Linked DNA regions of Mus musculus: all the other regions are linked to region 6. The links are chromatin contacts, called in public HiCAR-type, HiChIP or PLAC-seq and promoter capture Hi-C maps. All regions are on one chromosome and are shown on one strand. The core of a region is the stretch at or near the end of the contact, and the rest is flanking DNA. Distances in the headings are between cores, read along the strand shown.

Evidence for each region. Promoter capture Hi-C pulls out the DNA fragments that hold promoters and counts their contacts. HiCAR-type assays count read pairs that join an accessible place to other places. HiChIP or PLAC-seq counts read pairs in DNA pulled down with a chosen protein or histone mark.
Region 1: a contact with region 6 is called in an H3K4me3 HiChIP or PLAC-seq map of embryonic stem cells, with 7 read pairs. The contact joins the promoter of Jkamp here to the promoter of Actr10 in region 6. A contact is called at or near these places in 2 of 39 promoter capture datasets (both in liver), 1 of 484 Hi-C or Micro-C datasets (CD8 T cells), 1 of 115 datasets of contacts at active chromatin or transcription factors (embryonic stem cells) and 2 of 9 other capture datasets (adipose tissue and liver).
Region 2: a FOXA1 HiChIP or PLAC-seq map of pancreatic cancer cells shows a contact between it and region 6. The contact joins the enhancer-like site here to the promoter of Actr10 in region 6. A contact is called at or near these places in 2 of 39 promoter capture datasets (both in the 3T3-L1 cell line), 2 of 115 datasets of contacts at active chromatin or transcription factors (astrocytes and pancreatic cancer cells) and 1 of 9 other capture datasets (embryonic stem cells).
Region 3: a HiCAR-type map of astrocytes shows a contact between it and region 6, with 4 times the contacts expected there. The contact joins the promoter of Atl1 here to the promoter of Actr10 in region 6. A contact is called at or near these places in 9 of 39 promoter capture datasets (the 3T3-L1 cell line, cranial neural crest, embryonic stem cells and 4 more), 1 of 484 Hi-C or Micro-C datasets (CD4 T cells), 3 of 115 datasets of contacts at active chromatin or transcription factors (astrocytes, pancreatic cancer cells and pro-B cells) and 1 of 9 other capture datasets (adipose tissue).
Region 4: a promoter capture Hi-C map of pre-B cells shows a contact between it and region 6, with 2.9 times the contacts expected there. The contact joins the promoter of L2hgdh here to the promoter of Actr10 in region 6. A contact is called at or near these places in 8 of 39 promoter capture datasets (the 3T3-L1 cell line, 3T3-L1-derived adipocytes, the C10 cell line and 4 more), 2 of 115 datasets of contacts at active chromatin or transcription factors (the 230-238 cell line and astrocytes) and 2 of 9 other capture datasets (embryonic stem cells and pancreatic islet).
Region 5: a contact with region 6 is called in a promoter capture Hi-C map of liver, with 2.0 times the contacts expected there. The contact joins the promoter of 4930512B01Rik here to the promoter of Actr10 in region 6. A contact is called at or near these places in 6 of 39 promoter capture datasets (the 3T3-L1 cell line, the SN4741 cell line, cranial neural crest and 3 more) and 1 of 115 datasets of contacts at active chromatin or transcription factors (pro-B cells).

The regions. Positions count from the first base shown.
Region 1 is chr12:72,084,133-72,087,899 of GRCm38.p6, forward strand. It overlaps Jkamp (JNK1/MAPK8-associated membrane protein), which reads left to right and starts at 1,707. Exons shown (of 7, transcript NM_024205.2): 1 at 1,707-2,051. The coding sequence starts at 2,048. L3hypdh (L-3-hydroxyproline dehydratase (trans-)) reads right to left here and starts at 1,181. Exons shown (of 5, transcript NM_026038.2): 1 at 517-1,181. The coding sequence starts at 1,024.
Region 2 is chr12:69,756,762-69,760,937 of GRCm38.p6, forward strand. Cdkl1 (cyclin-dependent kinase-like 1 (CDC2-related kinase)) reads right to left here. Exons shown (of 10, transcript NM_183294.2): 4 at 3,337-3,409; 5 at 447-537. Among named protein-coding and RNA genes, the nearest start is that of Mir681, 5.1 kb to the right of the region's middle. RefSeq lists an enhancer at 648-2,501. Within about 2 kb of position 1,275, at least 124 of the 459 cell types and tissues checked have an H3K27ac peak or open chromatin away from gene starts, as enhancers often do. A contact at or near this core is called in pancreatic cancer cells, where this site is marked.
Region 3 is chr12:69,891,336-69,895,102 of GRCm38.p6, forward strand. Atl1 (atlastin GTPase 1) reads left to right here and starts at 1,770. Exons shown (of 15, transcript NM_178628.5): 1 at 1,770-2,009. Map4k5 (mitogen-activated protein kinase kinase kinase kinase 5) reads right to left here and starts at 1,828. Exons shown (of 32, transcript NM_201519.2): 1 at 1,318-1,828. The coding sequence starts at 1,425.
Region 4 is chr12:69,722,908-69,726,832 of GRCm38.p6, forward strand. It overlaps L2hgdh (L-2-hydroxyglutarate dehydrogenase), which reads right to left and starts at 1,967. Exons shown (of 10, transcript NM_145443.2): 1 at 1,747-1,967. The coding sequence starts at 1,889. Dmac2l (distal membrane arm assembly complex 2 like) reads left to right here and starts at 2,038. Exons shown (of 5, transcript NM_026536.2): 1 at 2,038-2,107.
Region 5 is chr12:69,788,627-69,792,495 of GRCm38.p6, forward strand. 4930512B01Rik (RIKEN cDNA 4930512B01 gene) reads left to right here and starts at 1,718. Exons shown (of 8, transcript NR_033573.1): 1 at 1,718-1,825. Cdkl1 (cyclin-dependent kinase-like 1 (CDC2-related kinase)) reads right to left here and starts at 2,081. Exons shown (of 10, transcript NM_183294.2): 1 at 2,017-2,081; 2 at 1,361-1,638. The coding sequence starts at 1,528.
Region 6 is chr12:70,936,198-70,940,281 of GRCm38.p6, forward strand. It overlaps Actr10 (ARP10 actin-related protein 10), which reads left to right and starts at 1,660. Exons shown (of 13, transcript NM_019785.2): 1 at 1,660-1,834. The coding sequence starts at 1,758.

The sequences.
Region 1 (3,767 bases), core at 457-2,956, 1.1 Mb after region 6:
GAACTTTGCCTAAGGTTGGATGGCTTTTGAGGGGTTGTGAACTTGTGTGTCCAGCCAAGGACTTTGTTTCTCAACAAGGACAGCAATAGCTTTGCTTACAAATTTAGTGCCTTTCAGAGTCATTTAGTTCTTACCAAGCATATTCTAAGCTATGCTCGAACTCTGGTACACACACTGTCCTTTGGTCCTTAACTTCAGTCTACTGTGAAGCGGCTATGAATCCTGACAAGCAAGGAATGAGGATCTTAAAAAAAGGAAGCGCACAATTCATCCGCATTCCACTCTAAGCTCCCCCCAGGCCTTGTGAGCATGGATCCGCTCAGCAGGACAGCAGAATTGCATCCACCAAACCTGTAAGGCAAAGACACTGAAGCGTGTTTGCAGTAATTTGGAATTACCTTTTTATTAATCGCAAGGGCAGGCAGGGTGGGTTAGTTGCGCAGATATATTCAGCCACAGAGCAGTGGTTAGATTCGCGGATTGTCTCAACCGGGTCTAGTGAGTCTCACCCTTTACCTGAGGCCAGGACAAAGGCTGGGACGCTGTGGAAGCGCACAGGGCCGCAACTGCGGCCACCTTCACACTCTACGAAGGCGGTCACCAGACCACACGGGCAGTGGATGTTGACCTGAGCCTCCCGGGCGCCTTTTGGGGGAGCGGGCACCAGTCCAAAGTCGAGCGCGAAGCGGCCCAGCGCTAGCACCGCGTGACCGCACATGGAGCTGTAGCCTTCGTTGTGCAAGAACAGGACGCCTAGGTGTGCGTCTGGCAGCTCACTGGGCACCAGGATGGCCCCGTACATGTCCCGGTGGCCGCGGGGCTCGAACACGAGCCGCCGCCGGATGTAGTCGAGGTGTTGACGCATGTAGCGACGCTTGGCCAGCAACGTGGGCCCTGCCACCTCCGGACACCCGGCGTGCACGATGCGCAGAGGCTCGCCGCCTGTGTGCATGTCCACCACCGACAGTGCTGGCGTCCTCGGGTCGTTTGGGGGCAGCCGGGTCACTGCCAGCGCCGCCTCCATTGTCTGCGTCCAGGGACTGCCGCACAGCGCGGTGGTGCTCTCTCCAAGCAGGGAGAAAGCGCCAAACCCAACGGGAGAACGCGCAGAACCGGTGGCAATCTCAGGGCCAAGCCGGCGAGCAGAGATCACCCAGCGACCAGCGTCCGGAATCTTAGACTGGGCGCGCCCGAGCTAGCAGGATTCAGAGTTAGACTCCCAACAGGGGCGAGCCTGGGCGACAGGACAGGGAGCGTGGGCAGGGATTAGAAAACTAGACCCCCCAAATGGGGGCGTGGCTCCAGAGGTTTGAACACACGGAGGGGGCGGGGCTTCGGAACTTGCTCCAGCAGCGGGGCGGGGCTCGGAGGCTGGACTGCTCGGCGGGGGCGGGGCCTCGGAGACTAGACACGCGGCAGGGGCAGGGCCTAGAAAAGGAGCCAATAAAATAGGGGCGGGGCTCCAGAGACTACTCTGCGGAGGCGGTGCCTAGAAAACTAGCCCGCACGATGGGGGCGGTCCTCGGAGACCTCAATGCAGGGTAGGAGCGAGGCCTCGGCGACTTGAATGCACGGGGTGGGCGGAGCTACGAGCTTCGTCTAGGAAACGGGGGCGGGACCTCAGGGCCCCTTCAAAGAGACACTGGAGGCGGTGGAGACCAGTTCAAGTTGGAGGCAGGGCGGGGACGAGACCTGAGTCTGGACCCGGAAAAGGTGGAGCCTCTGAGCTCAAACCCGGAAGCGAGAGAGAGAGAGAGAGAGAGAGAGAGAGAGAGAGAGAGAGAGAGAGAGGCTTCCAAGCCTAGATTAGGAAACTAGGTTTCTGGGAATCCTAGGCCTGGAAGTCCGCCGCGTGCACCCCCGACACCCCTAGCGGGGGAAGCGGTGGTGGGGCGGGACTCGGAGCCGAATGTAGCAGGGGCGGGGTTCCAGCGTGCTTGCCAGGCTAGCGGGAGGCGGAGCGGCTGAGAGCGCTGTGGCCCGGATGTTCGGGCGCTGCGTTCGGACCCGCTGATCCCCGGCTTCTCAGGGGAACCTAGTGTGGCCAATGGGTAAGTGGTCGATTAGGCTGCGGGCGTGTCTCTGTCCTTTTTTCCTATTGCTTTTCCTCGCATTGTCTTGGGCTCGCCATCGGGCCGACAGCTCTGCTGCAGCGAGCAGCCTGGCCCTTGGCTGCGCTGAGCCCAGGCACTGACTTCTCCCGGGGTTGGGATGGTCTGCTCCAGAATGGCTGGAGAAGAGCGCTTGTGCAGAATTAAAGGCTGAGTCTTTGTTGTGCTCTTCCTGTGTCCCTTCCTTCAGTCCCTTTGTTCTTGTCCAGGAAAGCATTCCTGGTGGTTGACTTCAGAATTAGAAGCAGAGTTAGAACAGGACAAGGAAGCAGAACCTAATTGCCACGAGACTTGCTTTTTCAACCTCAAATGTAATAGTTGTTTTTCAAGACAGGGTTTGTCCTTGTAGCCTTAGTCGACCTGGAACTTGCTCTGTAGACCAGGCTAACCTCGAACGCAGAGTTCCACCTGCCTCCGCCTCCATAGTGCTGGGTTGAAAGGCGTGCACTATTACACTGGACATCAAATGTAAATACATTAAGCCCTTCACAAAGGGTCTTAGACTGCTGCAGAAAAAAACAAGGACAACATTTTAGCTATAGCTCACCAATGGCTATGAAAGGTTGTACAGATTCTTCTCGTTAGGTAAATGAGCTTTGGTTTGTTGGCCTTGGTTTTGAGATCTTTTAGACGCAAAGCCCATGGAGAAGGGACTTCCTTCTCATTACAGTTCAGTTGTGTTTAAAAAAGGTGTTAAGGATTGGCTGGAGAGATGGCTCAGTGATTAAGAGCACTTGCTGCTTTTCGTGGGGTTTGATCCCCAGAACCTCCACAGCGGCTCAGGACCCTTAGTAACTGCAGTTCAGTGGCTCCTATATCCCTTTCTGACTTTCTCCTCTTTTGGCCTCTGCGGGAACTTGGCTGGTACATGGTGCACAGACATAAATGCAGGCAAAACACAAATACACATGAAAACACAATACTATAATAATAAAAGTTTGTTTTTAAGATTATAAAATAAAGAAGAATTTTTTTAAAAAAAAGATGTCAGATACTTGGTAAAGTGAAAATATCAAACATGAGACATTTCAGACTTTTTTCTGTTTTCCCTCGGCAACATAAGTCCCCCCAAAAAACAACAACAACAACAACAAAAAAAACAAAAACAAAAAACAAAACTGTTCTCCAGGAATTTGAAAGGAGAAAGGGCCTTGTAACCAGAGTCTCCACATGAAAAGTTTGAGGAAATTATTGTTCAGCAATAATAACACGTGTAAATTCACACGTAGGCCAGCATTGTTTTGGATTCATTTCATAGCAAATGGCAGATTCTTACAGAAGCCAGCCTCACTGCCATCGTCCTCTGAGTACCTTTGTGGCTTTGAGCAGCACTTTCCATAATTGGTGTAGAGGATCAGGTGTCACTGATACAGAGGAGTAATTTCTCTTCGATGAAGTCTTAGATAATTTGGAGATCCTCGGGTTTTTGTCTTAAAAGAGCTGTTTTTAATTCCCCTCATCCCTTTAAGAAATTGATTGCAAGAAATTGATTGTTCTCAAGTAATTGCTCAGAAGCTCAGTGCCAGCACTGATGGGATCTACCCTTGTCAAAAATCATAAAAACTGGGCTAATGCTTTGATATGGAGGTGAATTGATTTGTTTTAAAGACCTACCTTCTGCTCTGAAGTTCTCTTTTCAGAATGTGGACAATTCAG
Region 2 (4,176 bases), core at 25-2,524, 1.2 Mb before region 6:
GGTTGTCATCACTTGGCTGTAGGATGTTTTAAATTACTGATACTTGGGCTTCCTCCCGGCCCAATTAATCCGAACACTTGGAGAGGGCCCAAGGCTACCCGCATACTTTTTAAAAGTTCCTTGGGTGTTAATCTATAGCCAAGATTAAAAGGCATTCATCTGAAGTATTAATTCTGGTAAGTATTGTTTGGGGGGTTGGAGAAGGCAGGAGATTAGCAGGCTTTATAATAACTTTTGTGCTACAATTTACATATAGCATACATATCTAAATTGTTGTGTATTTATACATTTTTCAAGTTATATTTCATTACAAGATTTGGCAGGAACCGTAATTTGTTGCAAGATTATTCCCGGGGCAGAATACAAGAACCAGCTTTCTGTAGTATGGAAACCAGCTGTCCCAGCAAGAATGTTCCTTTTACATTGAAGAAGCCGTGGGTACTCACTGAGAAGCCGTGCGAACCCAAAGTCACAGAGCTTAATGGCTGACTGTTTGGTGATGAGAATATTTTCCGGCTTCACGTCTCTGTGTATGCACTGGTTAGAAACAAACAAACAAACAAAACAAAATGTCATGAAGGTGCAACTCTAATATCTGCCACGAGTAAAGGGCTGGAATATTTAGCAGATATTGGATATATCAGTTTAATCTGCCATTGACCTGTTGGATACTAAAACAGCAGACTAAAATAAACCTAGTTCCATACCTACAGACAGAATCATTTCAAATTCTTGAGTGGCCACAAAAACCAAGAAGTGTGATAGGAAAAATGACTGTCAAGAGCCAGACTCAGCAAATAAAAACACGTGAGATACCTAGTTACGTTTGGATTTCAGATAAACGACTTTTTTTTTCAGTGCTGGGCATCAGTCCAGAACCTTAGCCGAGCACGCCACCTGACCTCCACCTCCAACCCAACTAAAATGTTAAGTATATCTCAAACAGTCTGCATTAGAAAAAGGAACTTTATATTTAACTAGGCATCACCCCTAACCTGCCTGCTGTCTATGAAGGGGGAAAGGACCGAAAGGCTTTGAGGCTTCAGCCTGTGGCAAGAACGACAGACAGATTGGAGCAGAAGCCCGGTTCACTGGAAGGCGGCTTGCTCGCTCGGTAAACAAGACAAGCCCTGGGCCTGCTGAGATAAGCTGGGAGAGAGAGGGCTGGAAGCTCGTGTGCCTGCCAAAAGATCGCCCTTCCAGCTCTGACATTTGTCCTGACAAGATAAACAAGAGCTGGCTGCGGCCTCGCCGTCCGGGGTGCGTCGTGGTCGCTAGGTGTCAGCTCTGTCCCACAGCACAGAGGAGCCCAGCGGGAGACTCTTGCATCCTGCCTCACCCGCTGGTATCAAGCTACATTCTTTAAGAGGGTGAAGCCACTACCAAGAGGAGCGCTTGAGGACTCCCACGGGACTTTCTTATTAAATGACAATGTCTTTGATAGATAGACAGATAAATAAATAAATAAATAAATAAATAAAATCTCTTAAGTCAACAACTTTTAATCAACGGTTAACATTTAAAATTGAGTTGGGACAAAATATTACTCCGGGTTCTTTGTGACCCCTCCCTTTTCCCAAGGGTTTTCCTCTCTGCTGGGAAACGCTGGGTCTTTCTGCCGCCCCAGTGACTGTTGGCCTGGAGCCTGCAACTCTTGAGGGTTCCTTGACCCCAGAATCCGGAAAGAGGACAGAGGCTCTTCGTGGGCGCAGCAATTCCCACTCCAAGGGACTTTTAGGGCGAGAGAGCAACGTTAGTGTTTCCCATCAGCATTATTATTCTGGAAAAAAAAAATGGAGGCGGGGTGGGGTGGATAAATTACCTTATAACCTACCTATCTGGTTCTCAGTAATCGATGGCCCTGGGCTCTGAAGTCTTTCACCAGCCATTTTGCATTTTGCTATAAATAGGTCCTTCCATGAATGTCGTGATGACATATGGGCAGAAGGACTCAGAAACAAGAATGTGCTCCACCCCCCCCCCCTTTGTTTGGGAATTCTTTCCAAGCTCAGCACCCTCCCCCCATCAGCCCCCCCCCCCCCCAGCACGTGGAGCCCAGCAGCGTCTGCGGCTCTCCAGAGAGCTGTGGTATGCACTGTATTTATCTTCACTTTCCTCAGATCTCCCCCACCAGGGCTGGCTGGCGAGCTTTCTCGTTCTTTCTGCCCCCTCCTCTCCCCTTCCCTCTGTATCCTCCAGCCCCACTATCTGTCCTGCCACCCTTATGCTGAAACTTGTTTGTTGGGAAAGTGCTAATCACCGATCAAAGCGTCTAGCATCCACTCGTCCTGCCTTAAAATGACTGTTTTCACTGTAAGGAGTCAAACCCAAGGCTTCATGCAGGCAAGGCAAGAGGTCTAACCATGGAGCGACACTCCAGCTCTGATAAGGATTCTAGGCTTCCGATAATGAAAGCCAAAATAATGACTGTTCCCGTGTTTTCTCCTTGTAAGCAGCTTCAGGAAAACTTACTTGGGGCAAGCTCAGAGGGGATTTAACCCCTCGGGCCTGGGTGACCAATAACTGGAGTCCAGTGAAACTCTAAAATTCCCTTCTGGGATTTTGAGTGTTTTTAGTGGTTGGACTCTGATTCCACCCCCCCACACACACACCTTTTTCTTTTCTGCTATATTGATTAATTGGTTGGTTGATTGATCGCAGTACTGGGAATCAAACTCAAGGGCTCATTCATTCTGAGTACTTGACCACACAACTGGGAGCCAGCCCAGGAAGCTGGCTTCCATGTGTAGAAAGGGGGCAGCTCTGTGTGGGGTGAGAGAGGAGAGCAGATTTTTCAGCATCTATGAAGCCATGTCACATGGGCAGTCTCCTACAGTGGCTCCCCCCGCACCCCCCCCCCCGCACCCGGCCCCCCGCCCTCCCCCCAGTCCAGCTGTGGCAAAAAGGACCAGACGCCCATTTAACACTCCTATCTCACCAGGGCAGACACTAGGACTTGGCGCCTAGGACTCCACCCATTGTAACTGCAGCAAGCATCTGGAGTTACCTCTTCCAGTTCAAAGTCTTTTGGGGAAACCAATCCAATAATACAGACTCTCTAAGTAAATGGGGTTCCTTCTTCCTCACATTTTACAAATTAAAAACAAAAACCAAAAACAAAAAACGACTAGTTTTTTTAAAATGATTTTTATAATGTATGTTTCCATAAGATCTGCCATCTTTAAGTTCCTTACTCCCCTCCGCCCCCAGGCTTAGGAAGATTTTCATGGAAAAAAACGTATACCCACAAAGGTGGGGTATGAACTTTGAATAAGGCTCGGTTTTGGCTCAAGAGAAGAAGCCACCTGGGTGTTCAAAGGGGGTCGGGACACTTACGTTATGTTTATGGCAGAAATTTACAGCCTGCAGTGTCTGCCAAGTTATGTTCTTCACGAGAGGCTCTGGTACCCTAATAAAAACAAAAGAAACAGCACAAACACATTCTTCACTCTAGCCATGGACCTCAGCTCAAGAAACCCAATCCAGACGGGGGCAGGCTTTGGGACTGAAAAATCCCGGGAGACACAGCCTCCTCTGGATCCACAGGCCATCAGCCCACAAATCCAGTGTTGAGAATGTGTGACCAGCATGCTGCTGAGTTGTGGGGAAAGCAGGTTAACAAAAATACAAACTTGGATTTTAAAAACAAAACAAAACAAAAAACAGGGAGGAACAGTGAAATATTTCAACAAATATTTATGACCTGGGACTGCCTGAAATTTGAACTCCTCAGTTTTTTTCTTTGTCTTGTTTTGTTTGTTTGTTTTGTGTTTTTTTTTTTTTTTTTTTTTCCGAGACAGGGTTTCTCTGTGTAGCCCTGGCTGTCCTGGAACTCACTCTGTAGACCAGGCTTGTCTCAAACTCAGAGATCTGCCTGCCTCTGCCTCCCAAGTGCTGGGATTAAAGGCGTGCGCCACCACTGCCCGGCTTGTTTTGTTTTTAAAGAGAGGGTTGAAGCATGGTCTTGCTAAGGTGGCTCCAAGACCTAAAATTCGAGATCATCCTGTATTAACCTCCAAGTGCTGGGATTACAGGCTTGCACCACCAAGCCCGGTTCTATAATGAGGCCCTTGCTAGTTAATATACAGCACAAGAGATGGCGATGGCGTGCTCTGTGCTCCGGTTGCTCCAAACCGTGGTCCTGAAGCAAGGCTTCTGTTTGCGTGTTCAGCATTT
Region 3 (3,767 bases), core at 520-3,019, 1.0 Mb before region 6:
AGATGTTTTCCTTGCATTATACCTGTGCAAGTCAACATACCTCAGTGGGGTCAAGCAATTACTCATGAAACACAGCCATCAGGGCTCTATGCAGATTGCTGTTTGGAACATACTGATACATACATAGGTCAAAATATCAAGCTGTTGCAAAAGGAAAATAAGCTTTTATTTGGGGGGGGGGGTGTTAGAGACAGGGTTTCTCTGTGCAGCTCTGGCTGTCCTGGCACTCACTCTGTAGACCAGGCTGGCCTTGAACTCAGAAATCCACCAGCCTCTGCCTCCTGAGTGCTGGGATTAAAGGCGTGCACCACCAACACCCAGGTCAAAAATAAGCTTTTTCTTAATCCCCATAAGGAACTGCACTAACTCTGCCCCTTTGGGACAAAGAACAAAAGCCATGAGGGAATATTGGACAGTGTTTTCCTCTGAACCCTTCAAAAACTTAGCAGACTTAAGAAATCGGTTTGCTTTGCTATGGCATGTTTTTTGTTGTTGTGTAACGGCAGATTACAAATTTATTATTATTTGTCTTAATATAAGAGACCAGTAAAAAGGGTAGCAGTAATTATCCACTCATGATTATGGAATGCTATAAATCCCATAGAGAGGAATTAGTTTAGTAGGAAAACCCCATAAGTTATATTCATTATTATCAACCAGATACAAAATGCCTAAACTTCTGCCAGGTGACAAAGGTCTTCCTCTAAATATGTTTAAATTTCATTACACTTTGTTTATTTCCTGGGAGTGTGTGAGTGTGTATGTGTGGGGGATCCGTGCTTCCACCAAGAGAATCCGGGGACCGTTCTGGGGTCCTAAGTAAGGTTTGGCTCTAAGGGCCTTTAACACCCTGAGCCACCTCACCGGTCCCCAAAGACATCTTCCTACAGGCTGTCATGTTTACACACAAATCCTTTTACTCCAGAACCAGATTACTTACAGTTGACAATTTAGAGTCCGGTTCCACAGAGATTTTTTTCAAGGCAAGTTCACCCAAACCAGTACAGGACGCAAAGGTCTAGATTTACAATACTCTTTCCTATCTACCGCCTTCCGCGAAGCATTTTCCCCCCACATCAACACCAAACCATCCTCCGGAATAACTTCAATACCATAAATACGCCTTAAAACCACAAAAAAAGCTCAGCCGTGGTCTGGAAGGTGCGGTTAAGTCTGCCGGTCGCTAGCCTTAGAACCGATGGGGAACCCAGGGTGCTCGGAACGGTGCGGCGGGCTCCGGGCCGCTTCCTGGCCGGACGCTGTGGTCCGGCGCATCCCGGGGGTGCCCCACGTTCGCAGGCCGGGCCGGGGCCTCACCTTGTACACGTCCCCGTAGGTGCCGCTGCCGACCCTCTGCACCAGCTCGTAGTCGTGCTGCGGGTTCCGTCTCAGGATGTCGGCGGCAGGCCTCAGCGGGGCCTCCATCTTCGCTGCGCCCAGTCCGGGGCTCTGCCCGCCGCAGCCGTCTCCCGCTAACGAGGGCGCGCGGCGCTTCCCAACATGGAGCCTCGGCTCGCAGCTGCGCCTGCACCGGCGAGAGCGAGCGCGGGGGGCGTCACGGGGCGCAACCCCGGCAGCCTCCGGGCCTCGTCGGTCCCGCCAGGCCCCGCGCCGGCCGTACCCGAGAGGCCGTCCGTTCTTGGCCGAGCGCCGGCGTCGGAGACCCGCGTCTTCTCCGAGACGGCCGTGCGCACAGTCGCCGCCGCACCACGTTCCCCACCCGCGGCTGCGTCACCGGGAGACACGTTCGCGGCCGGCGCGGATCGAGCCTGGCCCGCCCGAGAACGCAGGCCGCGGGCCCAGACTGCCGCCCTGAGGCCCGCCGAGTGCACAACACCCTGGACGCCGCCGCGCCCCGCCTCCCAGCTGCTTGCGGGGCGCCGGAGGCGTTCGTGCGGCGTCTGACCCGCCCAGCCTCGGCCAGGATTCGCCCAGTGGCCGGCGGACTAGAGGAGGAGGGTCTGTCCGCAGGCCTCCGGAGCGCTGCCTTCTGCTTCCTTTCGGTACAGGTAAACTGAGGCCGCCCGGGCAGGAGGTGGGGGAGTGCCGGGTTAACTAAATGCCGGCACACCCGACTGCACCGTCCTGTTCCACACACTGTTCCCGGTGGTACCAGTTCCGAGGCTGGACCGCACACCTGCAGAACCTGTCTTCCACCAGGGTTTCCCAGAGCCATTTTTGAAAACCCCAATTCCTTTCGAAGTTTCTGTGGTCTCTGGGCATCACCGCAATATTGCAAGTGTTAATGGGAGGAGTTTTAGAGATGCTAAAGCAAAGCTAGGGACCTTTGTCTGATTCTGCTTCCAAAGTAGGTGATCTGGGACAAGGCATACGTGGCAACATCCCAGTGTCCTTATCTGTAGCTGGAAGAGGATAGGTTTTGCATTTGACACCCGAGAAATGTTTGTAAACCATTTTTACAGCATTGTAAAGAGGAGTGTAAAATGTAAGAGGCTTTAAAATGTAAGAGGCCTAACTAACAATGCCCAAAATATTGGGCAGGAGTTATGAGAAGTGATTTGGTTAATGTTTCAATCTCTTTTGTAATTTGAGTTCCAGTCTTGTTCTTAAGGTAGAAATGAAGTTGCCAATTTTATGTATACTGGTAAAGTTACTTCTAGAGTCTTACAGAGATTTTCAGTTGGAAAACCAGATAAGGACTGGAAAGATGGCCCAATTGTTAGCAGCACCGGCTGCAGCTCAGAGGTTGATTCCCAGCACCTGCGTGGCGGCCCACTCCTCATTAACTCCAACTTGGGATCCAGAGTGGGCTGGGAGGGAGGGCCAACGCCCTCTTCTGGCCTGTGTAGGCACCACATATGCATATGGTGCACAGCTGTACATGCAGGCAAAACACAAAATTAAATAAAAATGTAAGAAAATTGAAAAAACTAGAAAAAAAAACGACAACAGAACAAATTTCAGATGACACGTGACTCCAGACACACTCTAATTCTGTTTTGAGAAATAACTTCTTATAGCTAATAAATGAAGAAATTAAATTAACACCTTAACGGAACAGAGACTGTATGCATTTTCTCGTGATCCACACACAAAGAGCACTTATTTAGGGAACATAAGTAAGCCCAGACTTACATGCCCCAGGGACAAAGCCTGTGTGTGTGCTGCACTGAAAAAAAAAATGGTTGAAGAACAGTTCCTTCTTTGAAATCTTCTTGGCACTTGTTTTGGTGGGCACATATTTTTGGCTTCGATGACTCAAAATCTCTTCAAGTGTTCTATTGGTATCTTAGTACTTGTTTACTGTCATGGATTTATGGTGGTCATGTAGTCAAACCCACCCTTACCCACTGTGTGACTAGGCCGTTGTGGGATATTCATGGGTTGAAGGCCTTCCACCACACTGGCCGCAGGATAGTCAACCTGGAGGGCCAGTGTTGTGTGAGGGGAGAGCAGTCTTCCAAGTTTAGAGTCAAAATGGGGATGTTGATCCTTTGTCTAGTGTGAGATGTATTTGCTCTTATTTATACCTGCATTATCCCGTAGAGAGTTTGAGGCAGCTCACACAAAATACTTATTTTTACACAAGATAAAAATAAATGAGAGGAAACTGCATCAGATTTGAAAGGGGGGAAGCAGGAAACCAGAACAATGCAACCAAAAGAGAGAGAGAGAGAGAGAGAGAGAGAGAGAGCAAGAGAGAGAGAGCACAAAGAAGACTTGAGGGTGGGTTTTCTTTGTATGCTTTTGAGAGGAAGATGAACAAATTGATCAAGAGAGGCGTATCTTTTCCTGATGCTAAGACC
Region 4 (3,925 bases), core at 717-3,216, 1.2 Mb before region 6:
AATCCAGCAAAGACCTAGTCCACAGTTACAGGATCCAGGAAAGTCCCTAAACCTTACTTTTTGGCTGGTATCACTGCTGACTATTAGAAAGCCAGCACTTGGCAGATACTGTTCATTCATGTTGCTACCAGGGCAGCTGCTATAGCCCAGTGTCTGGCAGAGCTGTGGGCAGCTGTCAGGGCTCGTCTTTGGTGATCCTCAAAAGCTCACTAATAACCGGGCCCTGACACCTTAGAGGGCACCCGTGTCCAGGCCCACAATAGAGCATTTCTATGCCCAAACTGAGATTACACAAAATATGATTAAACTGTATAGAGCTATACACAGAACACAGAATGCACATAAATTTGGTAAAACCTGAATGTGTGCATTGTATCAACATTAACACCAAGGCAAATGGTGGGACAGGAGGAAGGTGACATAAAACCATTCTATAATTTTTGCAACTTTCTATAGGTCTACAATTGTTTCAAAATAATCAGTATTTTAAAAACTGGGATAAGAAAATGGTTAATTGGCAAAGTGCTTGCCATACAAGTGAGGACTTGAGTTTGTACCCAAAGCACCTTTATGTAAGGGCATTCCTTGTTCAACCCATGTAACCTTGGGATCAGGGGCAGGGAGACAGGCAGATCCCTCGTGCTTACTGAGCAACCAACCAATCACCTCAAGAGACCCTATCCCCCACCCCATCCCTCTCCTGCCCCGAGGCAGTGGAGGCAAACACCTTTAATCCCTGCAGACACTGAAGATCTCTGAGTTCAAGGACAGCCTGGTCAACAAGATAGCCAGGATACAAAGAGAGACCCCATGTGGAAAAAGCAAGTGACAGATAGAAACACACACACACACACACACACACACACACACACACGGAGGGGGAGGGAAAAAGGGAGGGGGACAGGGAGAGGGAGAGAAATTGGGAGAGATCCAGTCTCAAAAGTTAAGGTGGCGCAGGTTGGGTGGCACGTGCCTTTAATTCCTGCACTAGGAAAGGAGTGGCAGGTTGATAGCTTGAGGCATTAGAGGCCAGCCTGATCTACACCGGAGTCATAGGACAGCCAAAGGAAAACAAACCAGTACCGTTTAACATGCTTTAAACGCGTCTTAAACAAAAACACTGCCCCTCTCCAGGGTCGTGCCACACCTCGGTCTGCCACTAAATCCATTCGCATGGTCTACCTTGTCTCAAACAATCAAAAGCTCCCCCACCCCCACCCCTCCACCCCGCCCTTAAAGCTTTCACACCGAACACTGTATTTGCCAGCTTTCCTAGGCAGCTCACAGTAGGCAACTGAGTTGCTTCTAGTGAGGACAACTCTAGTGTGTGCAAGGAACTGACCCACAGAAGCCAAGTTCTGGATTTTCCAAGCAACACAGGGGATGATAGTTAAGAAGCTGCATACTTATTGGCAGTGTGCTAGGTCTTTTAATCTTCAAAGTGACCACCTAGGGGCCAGACTAGGATCCTAGTCACCAGTCACCCTTTAGAGTGGTTAAGAAATGGAGAGGAGTTGTGTATTCGGAGCCAGATTAGCTCCGGACCTCAACTCAACACTGCCTTTCCTATGGCGCACAAACGCAGTGGACGAACCCTGCGGGTCAGCAGCTCCTGGGATTCGAGGCTGGACCACAGAATCAGGACTTCCTCGCCGGGGACAGAGACATCGAGTCGGGGGACACAGACAGGTTCAGTTGGAGATCCCTGAGCGGAACAGCAAGTGCAGGCCGCCGCCTCTCACTTACCTGGTGCTGGAGCTTCTGCGGCCACCCCCGCACAGTAGCCCGGGCACCCCGGACGCCGGTCCACTTGCGCGGAGGAAGCCCCCAGCCACGCAGTACCGGGCCAGTCCGCAGACACCGCCTACGTAGCGCAGGGTCGGCCACATGGCCTGCGCCACCTCCCCTCCCTCCACCCCAGCACCCGCAACCTGAACGGACTCTAAGGGTGAAGCGCGCCGCTCTCCAGCCCCGCCCCCAGACGAGAGCCAATGAAACACGCGCGTTTGCCTGACGTGGGCGTGGTCTCCGCTGGCCAATGAGCGAGCGCCGTGGAAGGAAAAGACCGAGGGCGAAGGGCCGGCCAGGCGCAGGGACGCAGCACGCCGTGAGTAAGAGGAGCTAGGGCGAAGGCGGGGACCGGGTGGTGGTTCCACTCTCCGGGACCTCCGCCCGCACAGGCTTGACTGGACGCCGGCGCTGTTCCGCCAGAGAAGGCTGGGCATGTCGGGGTGACCCCTGGCTCCTGCGGCCTCTCCTTCGGCCACGCCTCCTGGTCGGTTGGCGACGCTGTGGCCCGGGAGCTGGGGACTAAGCCACCTCCTGCCGCTCCCTGTCACTACCCTGCTGATTGCCCGCAGGTTTCTGGGCCCTTCATGGGGCTCCTGGTTGGTTGTTCATTCAACCACTGACTCAGCTTGTAAATATCGGGCGCTGAGCTAGGCGCTGGATGAAAGTAGACGGCTCGGTCTCTGTCGTCATTTAGTGTTGTTTTTTTGGTTTCTATTATTGACTTGTATATGTGCCTATGCGAGCTTATTGCAACAGGTATGTGCAGGAGTTTGTGAGACCAGAAAGGGGAGTACAGGATCGCCTGGAACTGGAAATTCTGAGCTGCCATGTGGGTGCTGGGAATCTAGGCCCTCAGGTAAGACCAGTTAACAGTCTTAACCATAGAGCCATCTCTCTAGCCCCAAACTTTTCTTTATTAATTTACATCTCTGCCCCAGCTTCCCCTTCCTTCTCTCAGGCCTTCCTGACTAAGCCAGCTCAGTCAACAGGTTCTCCAGGGAGGGATGAAAAAATTGAAAAGAAAAAGACAATTAGACAGTACTATTAACATAACCCTAGCCCGTTCTGAGGTTGAAGCAAGGTTATTTTTCCTCCAGTCAGTCTGCTTTTATACAATTCTAAGTACATGCAAAGAATAAGGTCAGTCCTAAGTCATAAACAGAGTTAAGGAACAAAGCCTAAACAAAGGTGCCATGATAGTTGTATTCAGAGTCTTATCAAGACCCATCAAAATACAAAATAACTCTGTCCTCAGCTGTGTTCATCTTGAGCCTACTTCCCAGTCCTGGCCCAACCTCAAATTCTTGCCAAATTTTTAAAAGCAGGCATCCAAAGCGCTGTAGCCTTCTTCTCACTATCGACCCCACCCCCACCCACCCACTTAGGAAAAGGGGCAGCCTCCTATGGATATCAACCAGCCACTGTATGTGACGTTGCATAAGACTAGACACATTCTCTCCTCTTGAAGCTAGACAGGGCAGCCCAGTAGGAGAAAAGGGTCCCAAAGGCGGGCTCCTGCTTATCCCACTTGAAAACCAAGCTACGGGCTGGTGAGATGGCTCAGTGGGTAAGAGCACCCGACTGCTCTTCCGAAGGTCCTGAGTTCAAATCCCAGCAACCACATGGTGGCTCACAACCATCCATAACGAGATCTGACTCCCCTCTTCTGGAGTGTCTGAAGACAGCTACAGTGTACTTACATATAATAAATAAATAAATAAATAAATAAATCTTAAAAAAAAAAAAAACAAAAAAAAAAAAAAAAGAAAACCAAGCTACACAAGTATAACATATGTGCCTAGGTCAGTCCCATGCAGACTTCCTGGCTCAACCTTTCCTTAATCACTAGACTAAGAGAGAGCTTTAAATGTCCATGCCTCCAGATAGCCACTCACAGGGGAGGGCACTTGTGTTTCCTCCACTGTAAAAATGAGAGCTATGCAGTCACTTAAAAGACCTTATAACTGTAAAACTTTGTGGTTCTTTGTCACCATACCAATGTAATTCCCATTCGGTGCTTGATGGTAGTCCTTCATCTTTAGGGTTAGACCAGCTTAACAGGACAGACTGTCGCTGGAAGGAAGGACTCGCTGGTTTGAATGTTGGTTCCAGCCAGTAGGTGGCTCAGGTTCAA
Region 5 (3,869 bases), core at 468-2,967, 1.1 Mb before region 6:
CCTGGAAACACAGTGATAATAAAATGTGCTGAGATACACGTACCTGTGCTGGGAGGTCGGAGAGGACATTCTCTGAGCCAAAGAGAACAGCCACCGTGCTCCTGGGAACACTAATTTTGGTGGATGGAACACATAAGTGTTACTGTGTACCATGGAGGTCAGAGGACAACTTGGGGGAATCGATTCTCTCCTATCATGTAGGACCAAGGGATCAAATTGAGGCTATCAGTTTGGTGGTGAGCACATTTATGCACTGAGCCATCTTTCTAGCCTATTATTATTATTATTATTATTACTATTATTATTGAGTAAATCAACCCATTGAAGACTGGGAATGTGCCTCGGTGAGAGAAGGTTTTGTTAATTTGATAAAGTCTCTGGGTTCAATCCTTAACACCACAAAGTAGTAATAATATTGACAATGATGATGCTAAATAAAGAGTAAGGCAGCTATCAGCTTCTACTGAGAAAGTGGACATGGTCAGTGGCTCACGAGAGCAGAGTGCAACACTGGCTGTGTGGAGGAGAGTAGGCAGAGGACCCCAGCTGGGAACCGGCACAAACATTTGAGTTCACCCCTTCTGAGAGCATCATCCACTCATACACTTGGCCAGGGTCTGGACAGAACACCGAGGCCACACTTTCTGAAGCACAGTTGATTCCCCATGGGAGCCATCCATGGCCTGCCTCATCCTGCAGTAGCAGCTGCATTGCCTCTGAGAAATTCAGAGAAGCCTCTTTCCAGAATAAGAGGGAACACACTTTTGTCTTGTAATGAACACCTTTGTCCAAGGACCTAAGCTTAGATTCCAACACTCACAATAAATGCTGCCCGAGGGCAGCTGTCCACCTGCAATCCCAGTACTAGATCCTGGAGAGCACTGGCTAGCAATCCTAGTGAGACACTGTATCCATATACAAGGGGGAAAATGGTTGAAGAAGATGGCTAGTGTTAACCTTTGGCTTCCAAATGCCACACACACACACACACACACACACACACACACACACACATTTATGCGCGCACACATGAACACACATATACAGATGCATATATAGCCCAAGAAAACAGGACAATGGGTTAAAAATACAAAATGAAAACAAGCTGGAAGCTCAAAACTCAAAAACTCTAGCAAAGTCGAGTTGTTTTAAATTCTGCTTCTTAGAGACCCGTGAAAAGACTGTCTGCAGTTGACGCCAAGAGAGCCCCACACCTCTCCTGTCCACCTTCTTACTCTTACATAATCCGTTCTCTGCGCACAGACTCTGATTTGTGCCATTGAAGACAAAGGCTGTGTGGGAAGAGGGCAGAGCCTCAGCCCAGAGCATCTATCTAGCACAGAAAAAGCAAATTAGCTACCTTGAGCATGCGGATTTCTCGAAGGGCGATTTTCTTTATGACAGGGTCATCTTCGGTTTCCAGAAACCTCTTGATGGCCACGATCTGACCCGTGTCCCTGTTTCTGCACTTGAACACTACCCCATAGGAGCCTTCTCCAATCTTTCCAATTTTTTCATATTTTTCCATTACAGAGGAGGAGCAAGTCTTCTTGAGAACGGATTTTCATATAGTTTTTAAAGGTCGTTTATGAACTGACCTCTCTCGAGCCTCATCAAGTAAGGGCTGTCGTCCGCGATCTAGAGAAAACAAGGCGCGAGTTAAAGAATAAGGATCAGCCAGGTGTGGACTCCACCCCCACCCAGCAATGACATCGCGGTCAAGGCTGGGAGTCTACAGGTGGCTGCCATGGGTGACCTAATTTCAGTTGTCTGTTTCATTCCCTCGAGCTAAAGATGTAGCCAGCATCCAAAAACGAGCCGAGCTGTAAGATAATCTATCTTTTTAACGTTATGGTTCATACGATCTAAGACACTTGAGCTGGCTGGAGCACCAGGAAGGCGAAGGGCTTCCCCGGTTCTAGTTTCGGGTCTCAATTCCCTCCGGAAGAGGACACCGGCTGGGCAACCGGGCCCGTGGGGACTGCGGGAACTGCAGGGACTGTGGGGACCTCCCACCCTGACTCCTGAGGCGCCTCTCGGCCCAGCTCTAGCACAGCAGCCTGCAGCTCGGCTGGGTGACTGCTGCGATCCCCATGGGAACCGCGCCGGTTGGGCGGGGCCGCCCTCCGCCCTGCTGTACCCGCAGCCACTTGGCCGGGTCCCTGACCCCGCGCTGCAGGTCCAGAGGGTTTAAATCGTGGAAATCACAGCATGGAGAGTTTGCAGGGAGAACGCCTGCTCCCAGGCTGTCCTAGCAGCCTGCTCGGGCTAGGGTGACCAGGTCCATACCTTATTACGTCCACTCCTTGGTGTCCGTTCCTCGCCTGTGAACCCCGGAGGACAGCAATTGCTCGGTGCTGCAGCTTCGAAAAATGAATGAGAGAGAGTGAGGCAATAGAGGGAGGCAGGATGGCCTTCCCTCCCATGTAGTGGGGTCTTGGCGGTGCAGAGCCTGCTTTGATTGCCTTGACTCTTTCCCCAATCACCTTCTTATTGAACCTGTTTCAGTACAGTGACAGTGGCAGTTGATGGATGCAGGAAATCTTGAAATAAGGATCGCACAGACAGCCTCTACATTTTGTCAGCCCTTCCATCCCCTATGCTAGGCGCCGAGGTGCTTGTGTGCTGGCGGCAGGGCTACAGCAGAGAAAACGCACGATGTGAAACCTGGCCAACCCGGGGCAAGGAACGTGCGATGCAAATGTACACAGAGCTCAAGAGGAAGCTGGGTCTGGGCATACCGAGCGTGACGGCTGCCTGGCAAAGGGTAGAGGTATAATGAGTTACTAGAATAGACTCGTGGTGGTCTGGGACCCTCCCCAGAAATCATGTGCAAATGTGAATGCCTACTCTTTTTGACTTTTGTCTTCTCGATAGCTTTGCCTTGCCCAGAATATCGCGTACATGGAAACATACAGTGCACAGCTTTTATTGAGTCAGATTCTCACTTCACAGAATACATCTGAGAGCCACACACATCTTGCATTTAGCAGCAGTGTCTTCCTGTTTATTGCCGGGTAGCGTTCTGTTGTATGAACGTACTGACTGGTATTTATTTGTTTATTCAATCCTGGTTGAAGGATATTTGGATTGTTTCCAGTGTGGGGTGATTATACATGAAGCCGCTATAGACGCCGTGCATGGTGCTTTCTGTGAAGCCAGGTCTTCATTTTTCTTGGGGAAATCCTTAGCGGGAGACCTCTGCACATTGAGCTTATCTTTTCCATTTTACCTTCCCACCTGCAATGTCCCCAGTGCCCGGCATCCTTGCGGTCCTTTTGGCTTTAACTATTTTTTAAAAATATTTATTTATCTATTATTACATGTAAGTACACTGTAGCTGTCTTCAGACACTCCAGAAGAGGGCGTCAGGTCTCATTACGGATGGTTGTGAGCTACCATGTGGTTGCTGGGATTTGAACTCAGGACCTATGGAAGAGCAGTCAGCTCTCTTAACTGCTGAGCCATCTCACCAGCGGATTTAGCTATTAAAATAGATGGTTAATGGCTTCTAATGGTTTTAATATGAATTTGACTTTTAACCTTCCCTATAGATGTGTTCTCGCTTCAGGATTCTAAGAGACTTATGGAAATTTTTTGGCGCCAACACCTCTCTCTTCCCCAGTGGGCTGCAGTTCTCACTTGGGACATGGCAAAAGGCAGAAGGACAAACAAACAAACAAACAAAACCCCTCTAGTTGATTGAATTAAGTACAAGATGGCGATCTTATTACTAATTTCCATACTTGGGTGGAGCTCAGGACCCTGTGCTCGCCAGGTAGGTGCCCCCAGTGGGAGACAGGATTGCTGTTATTGTTCCTGTCTCTGACAATGTTCTCCTTCACCTTTTAAGAGAGTTGTTTATAGGG
Region 6 (4,084 bases), core at 410-2,909:
TGGCTGTTTTAATGTTCTTGTTTGAACAGTTTCTATTATCTTCAGTTTTCAAATTAAAATGCAAATACATTGTTCACCTCTTTTCGTTTCCATCCTCGCTCTAACCCTTCCTGTGCCACACCTTTGCTCTCTCAAATCGATGGTCTCTGTTTCTTTAATCTCATTACACACACACACACACACACACACACACACACACACACCAGCTTGTGTGTGTCTGTTTATGAATATCATGGTTGGGTAAGACTGGTTTCCCTTCTTTGAAAGCTTGTATGGAGCCTTCTGGTACCATGAAAGCTAGTTCTCAGGGAGGAGGCTTTCTGGTTAGAACCTCTGGGTCCTCTGTCTAAAGTGCATGGTGTCTTAGCAACAACGACTTATCCTCAACCTCTGCAATGCAACTAAGAGCAACAGCAAAGCTTGTTTGGGGAGTTTCTTGGACATCTCTGACAAACTGCTCAAACAGCATCTCCTTGCCCAGTGCTGGGATTTTTGTTAGATGACTGTGAGAAAATGTCTCTTTTGCAGACTGTCTGGACAGTTTTTTCAGTTGGGTCAACATTCTTTGCTTCCAGCCAGCAAGAGAAATAAATCAGGGTTTTTTTTGTTTGTTTGTTTTTTTAATGTACTCTTAAATCTTTCTTTTTAAAAAATACTCCACAAGAGGTTCCATTCAAACATCTGAGATTATTAAGGAATATATTTGTTTTGTGTTCATTCTTTTTTTCTTTCTGCTAAAATAACCACGATATTCTCCTTATTAAATTTTTATTTATTTGTTCTCGATTTCATGTATATGCTTTGATCATATCTTTGCATCTTGCCACCATGACACCTGGTTTCTCCTCTTCTAGAAATCCAATCAATCTCCCCAGCAACAGGCAAGAACTGCTGTCTTAGTAACTATTCTATTTCTGGGAAGAGACAACATGACTAAGACAACTCTTATAAAAGGAATCGTCAATCGGGGACCTGCTTACAGTTTTAGTTAATGATGGGGGGGTGGGGTGGCGGGCAGGCATGGCAATGAAGCAGTAGCTGAGAGCTTTACATCTTAATTGCCAGGCAACAAGGGTCCGGGGTGGGGGTTGGGGGCAGAGGAGGCAGGGAGGAGAGAGCTGCGCCTAGTGTGGGCTTTTTAAACCCCAAAGTCCACTCCCAGTGACACACCTCCTCCAAGGTCAAATCTCCATATCCTTCCAAAACTGTTCCAGTCCTCGGTGACTAAGCATTCAAACAGATGAGCCTAGGCGCGCGGGGGGGGGGGGGGGGGGGGCGTTCGCATGTAAACCACCACAAATACTGCTGTAATTAAGGAGCATTTCCGCCTTCCCAATCCAAGTTTTGAATTTAGATCTTAGGATCCTTTTCTAGAACTGCTTCGGGGAGAGTGAAAGCCAATCTCTTCTGAGCAGACTCTATCTTGTGTGTTCATTGCGGCGACTAAATGTCATGATAAACGACCAACACAGAACTGGAGAATGAGAAAGCGATCTCAAGTTCCTGCCTCCCCTCCTAAGCCGCTAAAAATCCTTACTACGCCGCGCAGGCGCCCCCGGCCGCTGAGCGAGAGGACCCGGGAGGCTCCGCCCCTCTAAGGTGTCCGGCGCGCCTGACCGCCTCGGCCTCCGCGACGTCAGGCCTCTCCTTGGCCAGCCCGGGTCCTCGGCTTTGTGAGGACCCCGCCCCGCCCCCGCGCTGAGGCAGCCCCCCCGCCGGGCGGACCACTTCACCCTCTCTACGTCGGTCTCTCAAAGATGCCGCTCTACGAGGGCCTTGGGAGCGGCGGCGAGAAGACAGCAGTCGTGATCGACCTAGGAGAAGCTTTCACCAAGTGAGTGGCCATGGGCGGCTGTGGGCCCGAGGGACGTGCCGGTGGTCCCGGACTGGCAACCGTCTTTAGGCCCGCTGGGCACCCGGGACCTTCCCCCGGCGATCCCGCGAATGCTAGCTCACATCGTTGCCTTAAGGCAAAGCTCAGTCCACACTCAGTGATGAATGTGTTGTCAGGGAGGACTCTCTTGGGCAATGCGAACCTGTAGGATCTGGTGGCCTGAGTGGGATCTGGACTCCTAGAGAAGCCCAGGAAGCTCGGGGAACGGTGTCCCCCACCCCACCCCCGTCTAAGGTGATCAGGGGCCATCACTTTAACTTTTGACAGCGATGACCCAGATTGTGCTTGCCTCTGGCTGGGTCAGATTGGAAGGAAACCATCGAATTGTAACGCTTGCTGACTCTTTCCACCATAAAACATTTATGGGATGGAGCCCCATTGGTTCTGGAAATAGATTGTTCTCCAGGAGTGTAGGAAATCAGCTATGGAGCCCTGGCACATGAAGACAGGAAGCCGCATAGAAATGAGACGGGAAATTGTTGGTTACCTTATAATACTCTTAGACCCACATTTTGCACTTTAAAAAAGCAGTTTGTAAGCACGGGAGTAGTGGTCCTCGAAGTGGCAGTCAAAGGTAGAGATAGCAAAACACAAATTCACAAGCCTTGGAACATCTGGACAGTATGAGAGGATGCTGGACGGTTTTAAGTTCTTTGGACCATCCATTTAAGAGTCCTTGTATTGGACTCAAGAACAACACAGAATTACATGACATATATGTATATATAAAGTGATGTTGTGTATGAAATACATATTAGGCTCCAGAAAGCTGAGAGTTCCATCATATATACATATTATGTGTTTGAGGTGAAGTTATATATGAAACAGATGTGTGGATTATTTTTGCATATTTTAAACACTTCCTAACCTGTAATAGATGTTAAGCAACTATTAAATAAATGGTCATAAGAACAGACTTAAAAATTGGTCCTTAGAAGCTACAGAATTGGATTAAACATAGTTCTTGATTATCCTCTCCTTCTCTGACTCTCCCATATTCATCTTACTTTTTTAAAAAACATTAATATAATAAGTAGAGATTACTACCTGAAAATAATTATTGTGGCTATACATTGAAAATATAAATTATTATATAGGGATGTGATTGAAGACAGAAGGACATAAAAGTTTTCAAAGGCAGAACTTAAGCTACATCATTACAAAGTCCTTGAGGACTTTGAGGAGCACTGAATATAAGTAACATTGAAGTGAAAATGGAGAGAGATGTCTAGGCACAGGGGAACAGTGCCCAGGCGGGGGAAGAAAAAAAAAAAAGGTGTGATTTCCAATATGGTCATTTTAGCAACCTTTTTTCCAGCACAAAAGAAATGTGGCACTGACTACTAATTTTTCTCTTTTTCTTTTTCTTTTCTTTTCTCTTTTTGTTTTTTTTTTCTTTTTGAAATAGTGTCCAGTGTGGCCCAAGCTGCCCCAAACTTCTAGTCCTAGTGCCTCTGCCCTCCTGAGTGCTGGCATTGTTCATGTGCCTACTGTGCTTGGCTTAAACCAAGACCCACAAGTTGTCTTCTCCCCTTCCTATGTGCACTGTGTCATTCACGCACCCATGCACATAAACACAGGAAATAAATACTAATAAAACCAGTGTCCATGTCCTAGTGTGAGTGTAGGCTTGTTTGAGTTCATCATATATGAAATGATTATAATTGTCAGATTCTCATAGTTTAAGAAGATAGTCTTGGGGCTGGAGAGCCAGCTCAGTGGGTAAGAGCACTTGCTACTCTTCAGAGAACCTGGGTTCAGTTCCCAGCACCCATGTCAGATAGCTCACAGTTACCTCACAATTCCAGTTCCAGGGAATCTAATGACCTCTGTGATCACCAGGCGCGTATGTAGTGCACATACATACACATATGGGCACAACACTTATACACATAAAATGATTAAAGAAAAAAAAGTCTTAAGTAACATGCTAACGGTTACTTTATTAGTAATAGTACTTTATTAATATTAAAACTAAGAAGAGAATGAAGAGATTATTCATGTGCCGTGTGGTGAGTGACATTTCTGTCAATGAGAGATCACATATATGATGTCATGGCTCTTCAGTATCACATGTGGGTTGTCTATGACCAGAGTTTCTTTATTCTGAATAATTGTAGTTCCTATTATTCCATGTTTAGATGCATTTAGGTACACAACCACTTACCTTTTGTATGTTTTTATATACTT